2 separate regions of the Mus musculus genome follow, and region 2 is linked to region 1. A link is a contact called in public HiChIP or PLAC-seq data. All regions are on one chromosome and are shown on one strand. The core of a region is the stretch at or near the end of the contact, and the rest is flanking DNA. Distances in the headings are between cores, read along the strand shown. Region 1 overlaps Pik3ap1 (phosphoinositide-3-kinase adaptor protein 1). Region 2 overlaps Slit1 (slit guidance ligand 1).

Region 1 (5,285 bases), core at 359-2,858:
CTCTGCTCCTTAAAACATCAACTTAATGAGGCCACACTGGTAATCCAGGACATCAACTACAGCTTTTAAAACACCAACTCAGCCGTGCTGAGTGATGCTGGAGAGCCAAAGGACAGCAGTGTTTCTGAAGGCAGCTGGGTAGCACACTCTGGGTCACCACGGGGCCACTCACCTGGTGCTTTCACAGAGACCGTGTACTCATTCTCCAGTGTGCCTTCCACCCGGATGGAGGGAGAATCCTCAGGAGAGAACTCTGCTTCTGTTGATACCTTCTCGTCCAGCTTGCATCTCACAATGATATACACAGTGGTTTCTGCCTGGAGTGGGAGACAAGTTCTGGTCTCTCTCTCCCTCCTGTATCCCTTAGGGTGCTGGGTCAAAGGTTATCCCAGCACCTCGAGCCTCAGCCCACTCTCTAAGAGAAGATGGTCTGGTCTAGGGGTCTTGATAGACCAGTGCTGGCAGAGAACCATAGGCTATCAGTCCAGTGGAGGAACTTGTGGAAAACAGACTCAACATTTATAAACCTTTACGAGGATTAGACAAAAACTTTGTCTATTCTTTATTTTCATAATTTTTTAAACCTAGGGACTACAAATGTTTATTTCATTTTATAACATCTTAAAATTGCTCTTTATATACATATACATATATATACACATATACATATACATATATATACATATACATATACTTTTAGTGGTCTTATCATACAATGGGAAAAATAATGCCCATGTAGATACCATATGCTATCAAGTACCAGAAATGGGTTACATCTTTTTGAGTCATTGGCCAAAGTGGTCCCACAGACCCCTACCCCCCACCAAAAACAAACCATTGCAAGCTATTGTCAATGCTACTGTTACCTTCCACGACCTGACACTAAAACCCTATTGCTGAAGACAGATACACTCATGTCATCCAACACAGAGAGATCAAGCTGGTGCCCAGCCGGAAGCTGCACTCCTACTGACTAGCAGTCACAGTGATGGAAGGAGCGCCACTCACTACTGGAGGAGAAACGTAATCACCAATCAATCTCGCCCAGTTATGAACCCTGTGATCTGCAACATTCACATGACTACAAGACATACCGGTGTGGTAGTGGCATAAATGTTATAAGTGTAACCAACCACTTAAAAAAGGGGGGGGGTGTAATATGAAACTCCAAAATCCAAAATGCTCTAACCTGATACCACAAGCGGAAAGTTCTATACTTTGCATTTAGGTCAAAGACCAAATGCAAGGGAAGTAACATGTTCTATAAAACTATTGTCAGGCTGTGTATAACGTGCATATAAAATATAAACACACTTTGTTTTATAACATATCCTGTTGTGCATACAGAAATAATCTAACATCTCCCTAACCAAATTCAAAATCTGAGACACTTCAGGCCCTTAGCATTTTAGGTAAGAGACACTCAACTTGTCTCTTGTTTTACTCAACTTGGCAAAGATCATTTTAGATAAGACCGGTAGGGCTGGGCCCTCCCCAAAACCAGAAAGGCAAGGAGAGATCTATGGCCAGAGCCACAGATCATCCTTAGTCATTCATTCCAGGACTGTTATGTAGTCGTCATAGCAACCCTTCACAAAGGGATGCCGAAGGCTGTTCCAAGTGTGGACTTTGTGACATGAGAGGGCTGTGGCCCAGGCTGCTGCTGCGGCCACTATAACCATTCGCATGACCTGTGGCTGTCATCCTTCCTGCCAAACTCCTGGTCCTGCATCTCATCCGAGAAACATGAGGAGCCCAAAAGAACGCCTGTCAGTTCTGCAGGCAGTCAGGACCCACCACAGGCCAGACACCCTAGGCCCACAGACTCAGTGTAGGCAACTGGGATGATCCTAAGTGAGAGGGCAGCAGAGAGGGAGCAGGAAGACTTGAACAGAGTGGGATGAAGCACGCATGGGTGCCAAACACCCTTCCCACTGCACCTGGCAGTCTGACCACACACCTGTGGGAAGACACGGCACTGGGAGAGGAGCCAGAAATGTCCACATCAGTCCAGCCGTGACTGCAAAGAGGCTACAACAGGCTGGATTTAAAAACCAGGAAGTGGCCAGGTGTGGTGGTACACACCTGTGACCCCAGCTGTGGGGAGGATAAGAAAAGGGGTTCACTAGTTCAAGGCCAACCTGGGCTATGTAGAAAGACGGTCTCAAAACCTCAAAAGTAAAAATAAAAACTGAAGATCAGAGAATGGTGGGGACCAGGCTACAGCGGGCATGTCCCATGGGAAAACAAACACAAAACCAGAAAGCCTAAGCCTAATATCACAGATTCTGACTCATGAGACACCAAGAAACACCAACTTCTTTTCTCTTTAGAAACACCAACTTTTATGCCTAATTTTAAAATCACTCTGAAGTCCAGATCAATCATGTCTAAGAGTTGAATGCAACCTGAAATACAACCGACAACTCTGATGCTGGGAGCCTGTGCCCAGCACCTTGTGGTCTCAACTGCAAAGGAGAAAGTCAGATTCCCCCACCCCCACTTCTCATTTCCAATGTTCTCATGCCCTGAGGTTCTGGGAAGCCACCGTGGCAAGCTTAGCAAAGAGCTTGTATCCATGGAGAAAGCATTCTGGTGCTCTAACCTATCCAAAATGCCTCCCGTTTTAAATCAGAGAAGGAAGGACTGTGAAATATTACGATAGGGTGACTATCCCGAAGTCTCACACAACAGCTCCCTTGTGACTGACTGACAACCATAAAATGCTAGCCATACATGGCTTGGGTATTTAGGCAATCTTTCAGCAAGCAATATTGGCCAGCAAGTTTCCTCTATCAAACCTTAACACCCTCCCTGAGGCCAGGGTGGTGACCAGTAAATGAAGAAGCAGGCTCCCACAATGTGTCACCTTCTCCTTCCCAGGCTAGGCCAGCTGGAAGATATGCAGGCCTCTCTCTAACTCTGTGGCCTGCTGGTATTCTGTCTGCCCTATGTTACACACTCATGAAACAGAGTCCTTACATGGATGGCACATACACTCCCAGGTTCGATTCTCTGACTTAAAGAAGCTACTCGTGTCCGAGGTGATGGGAGTCCCGAGGGAAGGTGGTGGTTCTAATAAGATGTATCCTGATACCTTTGCACCCTTTACTGAAACAAAGGCATCTACTAGGAAAGTCGATGCCCTGATGGAGATGTACCAGGTCCCCAGGATGCCTACCCCACAGCGAATGCGGTCCGGCTGTACCACCATCAGGTTCCCAGGCGATATCTCCGGAGGCAGGTTTGTCTGCTTTGAGAAAGGAAGCTCTCTCTCGTCCTCGGGCTCCGTGTCGGTTACTGAGTCACAGCCAGAATCTATGGGACACAGGACATGACTGAATAAGAGCAGAAAAAAGAAGAACTAGTAGACATGCTTCACCTCCCCAAAGCCCCACACGTCACCGTGCAGGAAGCGGCTACACAGATGCAAGCTGAAGGGACCGGATCGCTAAAGTCACAAAAGAGGACCCAATAGGGGGAAAAAGCCAAACACTTTGCAGGCCATTGAGTGACAGAAAAAAAAGCAATGTTGTGGGGTTTCTGGAAGCTTCACCTCACTGAAGAGTGGCAAGAAAAAAAAAATGGAGTCGGGAAAGGATTGTCTACACCAGAGTAAGAAACTCTGCAGACAGCCACAGGAACTAGGGTCACATCTACCCAATGTCTCTCTGTCAGCAGCAGTAAGAAGCAATCACTTACAACATGCCTAAGGTCAGAACCCCTGGGTTCCGGGTTAGTACCGTGGCCATTCATGAGCTGGAAAAGCCAGGACAGAGACAGGGATGAGTCTCTAACTGCCAACTTGCCACTACATAGAAGCACCTGAGAAGTTAGCTTTGACTGGAATTATCCAGATCAGATTGGTCTATGGACAGATCTGACAGGGGCTGTCGTGATTTCTAATTGATGTGGGAAGATCCAGCCCACTGTGTCGGCACCATCTCCTAAGCAAAGAGTCCTGATTTTTGCAGAAGAGGAGAAATCCAGAGGAGAGGAGGCAGGAAGGCTGAGTCTAGGTTTCTCTCTGCTTTTGACTGTGGTTGCGATGCTATGCAATGTGACAGGCCACTTGAGCTCCTACTTTGGCTTCCCCTTCAGTGATGGTAACTAGAAATCGTAAGCCAGATAATCTCTTCTTCTCTAATCTGCTTTCGGTCTGGGTGTTTAATCACAGCACCAGAAACGAAACTTAAGACCCAGGCTCTGAGCAGGCAGGCAGGGGTGTGAAGATGAAGATGAAGAGGGTGTCAAAGATGGTGAGACCACGGCGAGAACCCGTAAGATTTCTCCAGCAGGGCTCTTAATAAGCATCGACTGATCAACAGGCCTCCTGGTGAAGTGAGGCCCAAGATCATGTATATACAGATGGCAAATCCACACATAAAAAGATCCACACCTATTCTATCAGAAAAAAAAATGCTAATCAAAGCAACAAGGTATACCACGGCACAGCTCTTAGAATAGTCAAGATCCAGAACAGAGATGACACCAAATGTCTTCAAGGGCATACAACACCAGGCACCCTTTGCTAGTGGGAATGGAACACAGAAGAGCCCCTTTGGAAGGCGCTTTGGCAATGTCTTACAAGATCAAATACGCTTTACCACTCAATTCTACAACCATACTCGTTTGGTGTTTTCCCCCAAGCTGTTGAAAATGTAGGTACACAGAAGAACCTGTGCACAGATGTTTACAGCAGCTTTCTCCATAGCTGCCAATAGTCGGAAGCAGCAGGCATCCTCTAGCAGCTGAACGGATTGACAAATGGCAGCATAAGCAAGCGATCATGGAACGCAGCAGTAGACAGCACTGAGCTCGTGGGGGAAACAAAAGGGGTTGGTTTTTGTCCACTGGACACCAGCTAGGCACATCTGGGGAGAGGAAATCTCAACTGAGAAACTGCCTCCACCAAATGGGCTCGTAGGCATGCTTGTGGGGGCATTTTCTTGATTCATGAATTGATGTGGGAAGGTCCAACCCACTGTGGGTGGGGCCACCCCAGGGCAACATGGTCCCAGGAGGTGTAGAAAAGCAAATTGAGCAAGCCATGGAGAGAACGCTGGTGAGCTTGGCTTTCTTATCCTTCACTGTTCGACTCCAGGTTTCTGCTTCTTCATGATGAACTGTGATGAACTGCAAGCTAAAATAAAGTCTTCCTCTCCAGGTTGCTTTGGTTATGGTGTTTATTACGGTAACAGTAAGTAAGGGAGGATGCTGAGTGGAAGAAGGCATAGAGTGTGTGGTTCCACAGACACGCCACTCTGAAAAAGGCAAAACTATTG
Region 2 (5,546 bases), core at 2,819-5,318, 290 kb after region 1:
CCCAGGTCACCCCCAAGCTCCATTTTAAACCCTTGCTGTGCCTCGTCACGAAGACAGACTTGGGGAGACTGAGTAACCAGCTTAGAGCAAAGGAAGGGGGAGATTTAGGTTCGAAACCATGCTGCCAAGGCCAGAAGCTCTATATTCAAGAGCCTCCACAGGCACTGGGGAGAGGGTAGCCAGCATCTACCCCTGACCAGAAATGGCCTCTGCTTCTGCCGTTACACATCCAGTGCTGTCATTAATCCCACATGCAAGCTTCTTCGTGAAATTTGAAGACGTGGAATTGAGCATCTCGTAGAATATGTAATTTCCCTGGGGCCACACAGCGGCAAAGAGCAGCCTCTGGGTCTAAGCCCTGAACTGCCTGACCTGGCAGCCCATCCACTTTTGTTTTCACTCTCATTTTCAGCTAAGCAAAGACCACGTGCACACACATTCTTACTTGCAAGCCTCGTTCAAACGCCACAGGTTGCTTTGAATGCTAAGTGTCTTGGAAACATGTGAGCAACCGAGCGCGCGCGCACACACACACACACACTTGTTTGTTTATTTACTTATTTATTTTGGTTGGTTTGGCTTTGTTCTTTGGAGAAAGGTTTTCACTATGTAGCCTTGGCTGGCCTGAAACTTGGCTATGTAGAATCTGCCTGCTCCTGCCTCCTGAGCGCAGAGATTAAAATCGGCACTACCTCAGGGTTTTGTTTTGTTTTGTTTTGTTTTGTTTTGTTTTGTTTTGTTTTGTTTTAAAGGACATATTCCAGTGTTACTGCTGGGAATGCAAACTGGTATAACTCTAATTACAGATGTCTTAGATCCAGAAATAGTTTCTGGAAGTTTCTCTCTACAGATGCATATACAGACATGTGAGATGGTGTGGTTTGTCAAAGAAAGCCTGGTGCTCCGGTCTGAATGCTCCTAGAATGCATGTTGAGACTCTTCACCAGGCAAGTGCTGAAAGGTGGCCTTTAAAACAGGTTGCGGTCAGGAGGGCACTGTGCTTACTCCCCCAGAAGTGGGCCAACTGGCAGGAGTGGATGTCTGGTGCCTCATGGCCATGTATCCATGTCATGTGACTTCTCAGTCCTGCCTCTGCCATGTTGTCACACGTGTGCCTGGACTTCCAGTCTGCAGAAGCAGGGTTGAAATAAACTCTTCTCACAGTCATTTTTCCAGTCTGTAGCTGCAGACAAGGAACTCGGACCTGGAAACTGCAGCTGTCCATCATCAAGCAACTGCTTAAACTATGCCATGTTCACAGTAATGCAAGTCTCCTCCACGGAAGGGTACAGGAGGCACAGTTGCCAAACTCCTGTGTGTGGCCTTCTAGCCCTGCCCCACACAGACACATATGGTTTCTATCTACCGTGCATGACATACAAGCAGCTTGCTTTCTTGTCGGCAGACAGCAGGGCTTGGAAACCTTCCAGGTTGGCATATAGGAATCTGCCTCATTTTGCCAAAGTGCTTTGCAGCATCTCTGAGAAGAATAGACACCCTGTGGTTTAATGAGCAGCTTCCCTGTTGTTGGACAGTCCAGCCGTTGAGACAGCTGTGAACACTCTTTTACCCATGGCTTTGAGAAGTGTGAGCCTCCCTCTAGAACAGATGCTTATCAAGGGAACCCAGATGACAAGAATGGATGTCACATGGCTGGGCTGCCCCAGCAGGCTGTGTCAGCTTCCATGGGCCAGCATCCATAGTCAAGCCCTCGCCCTCGCATCTACACCTATCTGAGTACTGCCAGCTGCCCAGCCCTGTACCAATGCTATGGCAAGCTCGGAATCATTCTCCATTCTCAGGAGAGGCATAAAGACAGGATGTGAGTGTAATGGCAAGAAGGGCTAGAGAGTTCTTCCTGTCAATAAACAGATCTGCGCCTGCAGCACCATCAGTATCAACCGATTTTAAAACCCCAAGGTTGTGTGAGGTTAGCAAGAAGGGAGAGGTGTGTTCATCGGGTCACCGGATACCCAGCTGCCCCCCACCTGTTCTGGACTGCAGAGGAAGTGAACCCCAAGACAGGTACAGCCCGGTCGATGTGGCTATGGTTCTGGACAGGAATCTCCCAAAATAGCACAGCTGACGCCATGTGATCTTATAAAACAGGCCGAGCAAGACTTGGACCCCAGCCTACCACAGCTGCTCCCTGCCCGGGTGACCTTGGGCATTCTCCCTTAACATCTCCGGGGCTCACTTTACGATTCAATAAAGAGCCTGCGATCAAGAGGGGAAGAGAGGCAGGCGCTGATAACCCAGAATGGGTGCCGAGGGAATCAGTGCAGCTCGAAGAAGGAGGGCAGGTGCAACCTTGATGTGTATTTAATTTTCTCTCCTCGTGTGCTGACAGCATCCATCCTGGTTAATGGGCCGAGCAAGACACCATCCCCTTCCCACATCAGTACCAGCCCTGACACAGAGGACGGTCGGAGGCAAACTTCAATGTGTAAAAACAGACTTCTTAAGACTACAGGAGGTATATATTACAGTGTATATATTACAGATCTAATGGTCTATTTGAAATACTTACATTTGCCGTATTATTTTTCAAATTACTAAAAAGTACAGTAGATCATAACCATGACATTAAAAAGCTGAACATAGAACTTTAGTGAACTCTAGTGGGTAGAAGTCAACCACGAACAGGGTCTTGATAGAAAAAGTGCTCGAAGCACCTGAGGTCATCTGGAACTTGGGGCCCTTGACGTGACTCAGAGCTTCAAAGACATGCCACAAACATCAACAGAGCCGCACCTGGGATCTCAATGTCCCTTCCCAGTTCATTCCCCAAAACCACAGGGCCGAAGTCTCCTACAAGCCACTCAAGCGTCCTGGCTTATCCCACATGCAGTTATTTGTTTCTGTCCTGAGCAGAGGTCAGCCCCTCACTCACCATTTTAAGCTTCCACTTGCCCAAGGCTGGGTCTTCCCAGTTGAGAACCACCTGTCCCCCCTCTGGTAGTTTCTACCGCTCTCTTTCTCCTGGGAACCATCTTGTCCAACAGAAGCCAATGTGAACCACAACTTATATGTTTTTCTCTTCCTCTCTCTCTCTCTCTCTCTCTCTCTCTCTCTCTCTCTCTCTCTCTGTCTGTCTCTCCCTCCCTCTCCCCTCCCTCCCTTCCTTTTTCCTCTTTTCTCCTCTCTCTCTCTCTCTCTGTCTCTCCCTCCCTCTCCACTCCCTCCCTTCCTTTTTCCTCTTTTCTCCTCTCTCTCTCTCTCTCTCTCTCTCTCTCTCTCTGTTTTTGTTTGTTGTTTTATTTGAGATAGGGTTTCTCTGTATAGCTCTGGCTGTCCTGGAACCCACTCTGTAGACCAGGCTGGCCTCGAACACAGAAATCTACCTGCTTCTGCCTCCTGAGTTCTAGGATTAAAGGCACACTGCACCATGCCTGGCATAACTTACTTATACATTTTAATCAAAAGTTTTAAAAAGAAATAAAATCAGAAGGCTAAGGTAGGAAGACCAGAGATGTCAGGTCAGTCTAGCTATGTAGTATGATCCAGTCTCGGAATATTTACTAATTCGTTAACCTTTTTAAAAAGTAAAGACAACTGAGAGTTTATCCGGAAGTGGAGAATGGGTAGGACCCAGGGAGACATAGCTGGGGAGGGCAGCAGCCAGGCTCTCTTCCAGTCCAAAGGACTGTGGGTTGGGAACACACTCTGGCGTCCGGCAAGATTATAAATAGCCCCGTGTTGTTGGTCATTAGTATAACTCGGGCGCACTGAAACATTAGCTGTGTGGTCTGCTTATGCCTGCTCTATTAATGGAGCCTAGCCTGAAACAGCCTCTCCTGTCTGCGGTCAGAATAATTCTCAAGCTGTAAAACCCTCTACCTGCCCAACCCATTCATGCGTTTCTATGTGTGTGGAACTGTCTTCATCCCCTGCACCCAGAGGCTGCAAAAGCGGTGCCCTGAAACAGGAGCCATTAATTCCAGAGCTGGACCAGACACTAGCCACCCAAACCACTCGCTGTGTCAGTCAGCATTAACTGAGTCAGGCCTGCCAAGCACACGGGAAGGGCACAAGCCTTCAGCACAAAGGAATGCCGGAAGAAAACTATCATCCATCCTAAAATAGAATCAACTTCAGTTGAGTATATTCCCTTCCAGCCTGCCTGCTTCTCTCCTCCCTTCCTCCCTTCCTTCCTTCCTTCCTTCCTTCCTTCCTTCCTTCCTTCCTTCCTTCCTTCCTTCCCTCCTTCCTACCCTCCCTCCTTCCTATTTCTTCTTACCTCCTTCCTCCCTCCTTCCCTCCTTCCTTCCTTTCGTCCATTGACAAGCTCCCGTTAAGTAGCCTATAACTTGCCATCTTCTCAGTCCTGGGAGCACAGGCATATACATGGCCCCATCAATTTTTATGTTCATATTTGTATCACATTAATTATTCTGCATGTCATTGAATACAGATTACGGTGCCATACAGTCATTAACTACTCACTGTTTTATCATATGGGCGTGGCAAGATGTAATGAATCATTTCTACTGAATTTTCACGCCCACTTCTCAATGAACATTGAGAAATTAAGCTTTCTAGTCTGTAGCAGAATAAAGGCAGCAAAATGCAGGATTGTAGCAATGAAAGGACAGTGTTGGCAAGCTGTGGCACGAGCCATGACAGACACGTAGCCTTTTGGCGTTGGACTGCAGGTTAGACACCTGAGCTGGCATATGTCTTCTGATGGATACATGGGAGATGCTGTAGTTTGTACCCTGGCCTCGCCTCTTCCTTTCTTCCCAACTATCATGGGGTCAAAAACTTCATCATCCACATGTTCCCAACATGATGTGCAACCTTACCACAGGCCCAAAGCAATATAGCTCCCCAACTATGGTCTGAATTCTCTGAGGCTGTGAGGCAAAAATGAAGTTGATTGTCTCAGGTATGTTGCTATGGTAATAGAGAGCTGACTAACATTAGCGGATGGTAGGCTAATGGACAAATGACCTTAACTGATTTCTTATGAAATAGATCTGGCCTCGGGCTTGATAGCACTTTTTCTCCCAAAGACAGCTATAGGATCAAAGTTAGTTATGACAGCTTTAGGTTTGCTCGTTTAGGACATGTGCTGTCTGACCCTGGAAAGGAAAGTGGGGGACAGCGTTGAACTCATTGGCACAGGAAAAGACTTCCTGAACAGAACGCCATTAGTTCAGGCACCAAGATCAACAATTAACAAGTGGGACCTGAAAAGCTTCTCTAAGGCAAACGATACCATCATCCCGACAAAGCGGCAACCCACAGAACGGGAAAAGAATTTCCCCAGCTACACATCTGATAGAGGGCTAATATGCAGAATATAAGAACTAAAACAAACCAACCCAATTAAAAAATGGAGTGCAGCTCTAAACAGAATGCTCAATAGAGGAATTGCAAATGGCTGAGAAACACTTAAAGAAATGTTAAACATCCTGAGTCAGCAGGGAAATGCAAATCAAAACGACCCTGAGATTCCATCTTACACCTGTCAGAGTGGCTGAGATCAATAAAACAACTGACAGCTCATCTTGGCGAGGATGTGGGGCAAGGGGAGCACGGCT

Evidence for each region. HiChIP or PLAC-seq counts read pairs in DNA pulled down with a chosen protein or histone mark.
Region 2: a FOXA1 HiChIP or PLAC-seq map of pancreatic cancer cells shows a contact between it and region 1. The contact joins two enhancer-like sites. A contact is called at or near these places in 1 of 15 datasets of contacts at CTCF or cohesin (the NIH/3T3 cell line), 5 of 484 Hi-C or Micro-C datasets (brown adipocytes, cerebellar granule neurons, cerebellum and 2 more) and 3 of 115 datasets of contacts at active chromatin or transcription factors (embryonic stem cells, large pre-B cells and pancreatic cancer cells).

The regions. Positions count from the first base shown.
Region 1 is chr19:41,329,028-41,334,312 of GRCm38.p6, forward strand. It overlaps Pik3ap1 (phosphoinositide-3-kinase adaptor protein 1), which reads right to left. Exons shown (of 17, transcript NM_031376.4): 3 at 3,182-3,318; 4 at 173-317. Among named protein-coding and RNA genes, the nearest start is that of Gm52406, 49 kb to the left of the region's middle. Within about 2 kb of position 1,609, at least 50 of the 459 cell types and tissues checked have an H3K27ac peak or open chromatin away from gene starts, as enhancers often do. A contact at or near this core is called in pancreatic cancer cells, where this site is marked.
Region 2 is chr19:41,616,898-41,622,443 of GRCm38.p6, forward strand. The region is part of intron 25 of Slit1 (slit guidance ligand 1); the gene reads right to left. Among named protein-coding and RNA genes, the nearest start is that of Gm52407, 16 kb to the left of the region's middle. Within about 2 kb of position 4,069, at least 13 of the 459 cell types and tissues checked have an H3K27ac peak or open chromatin away from gene starts, as enhancers often do. A contact at or near this core is called in pancreatic cancer cells, where this site is marked.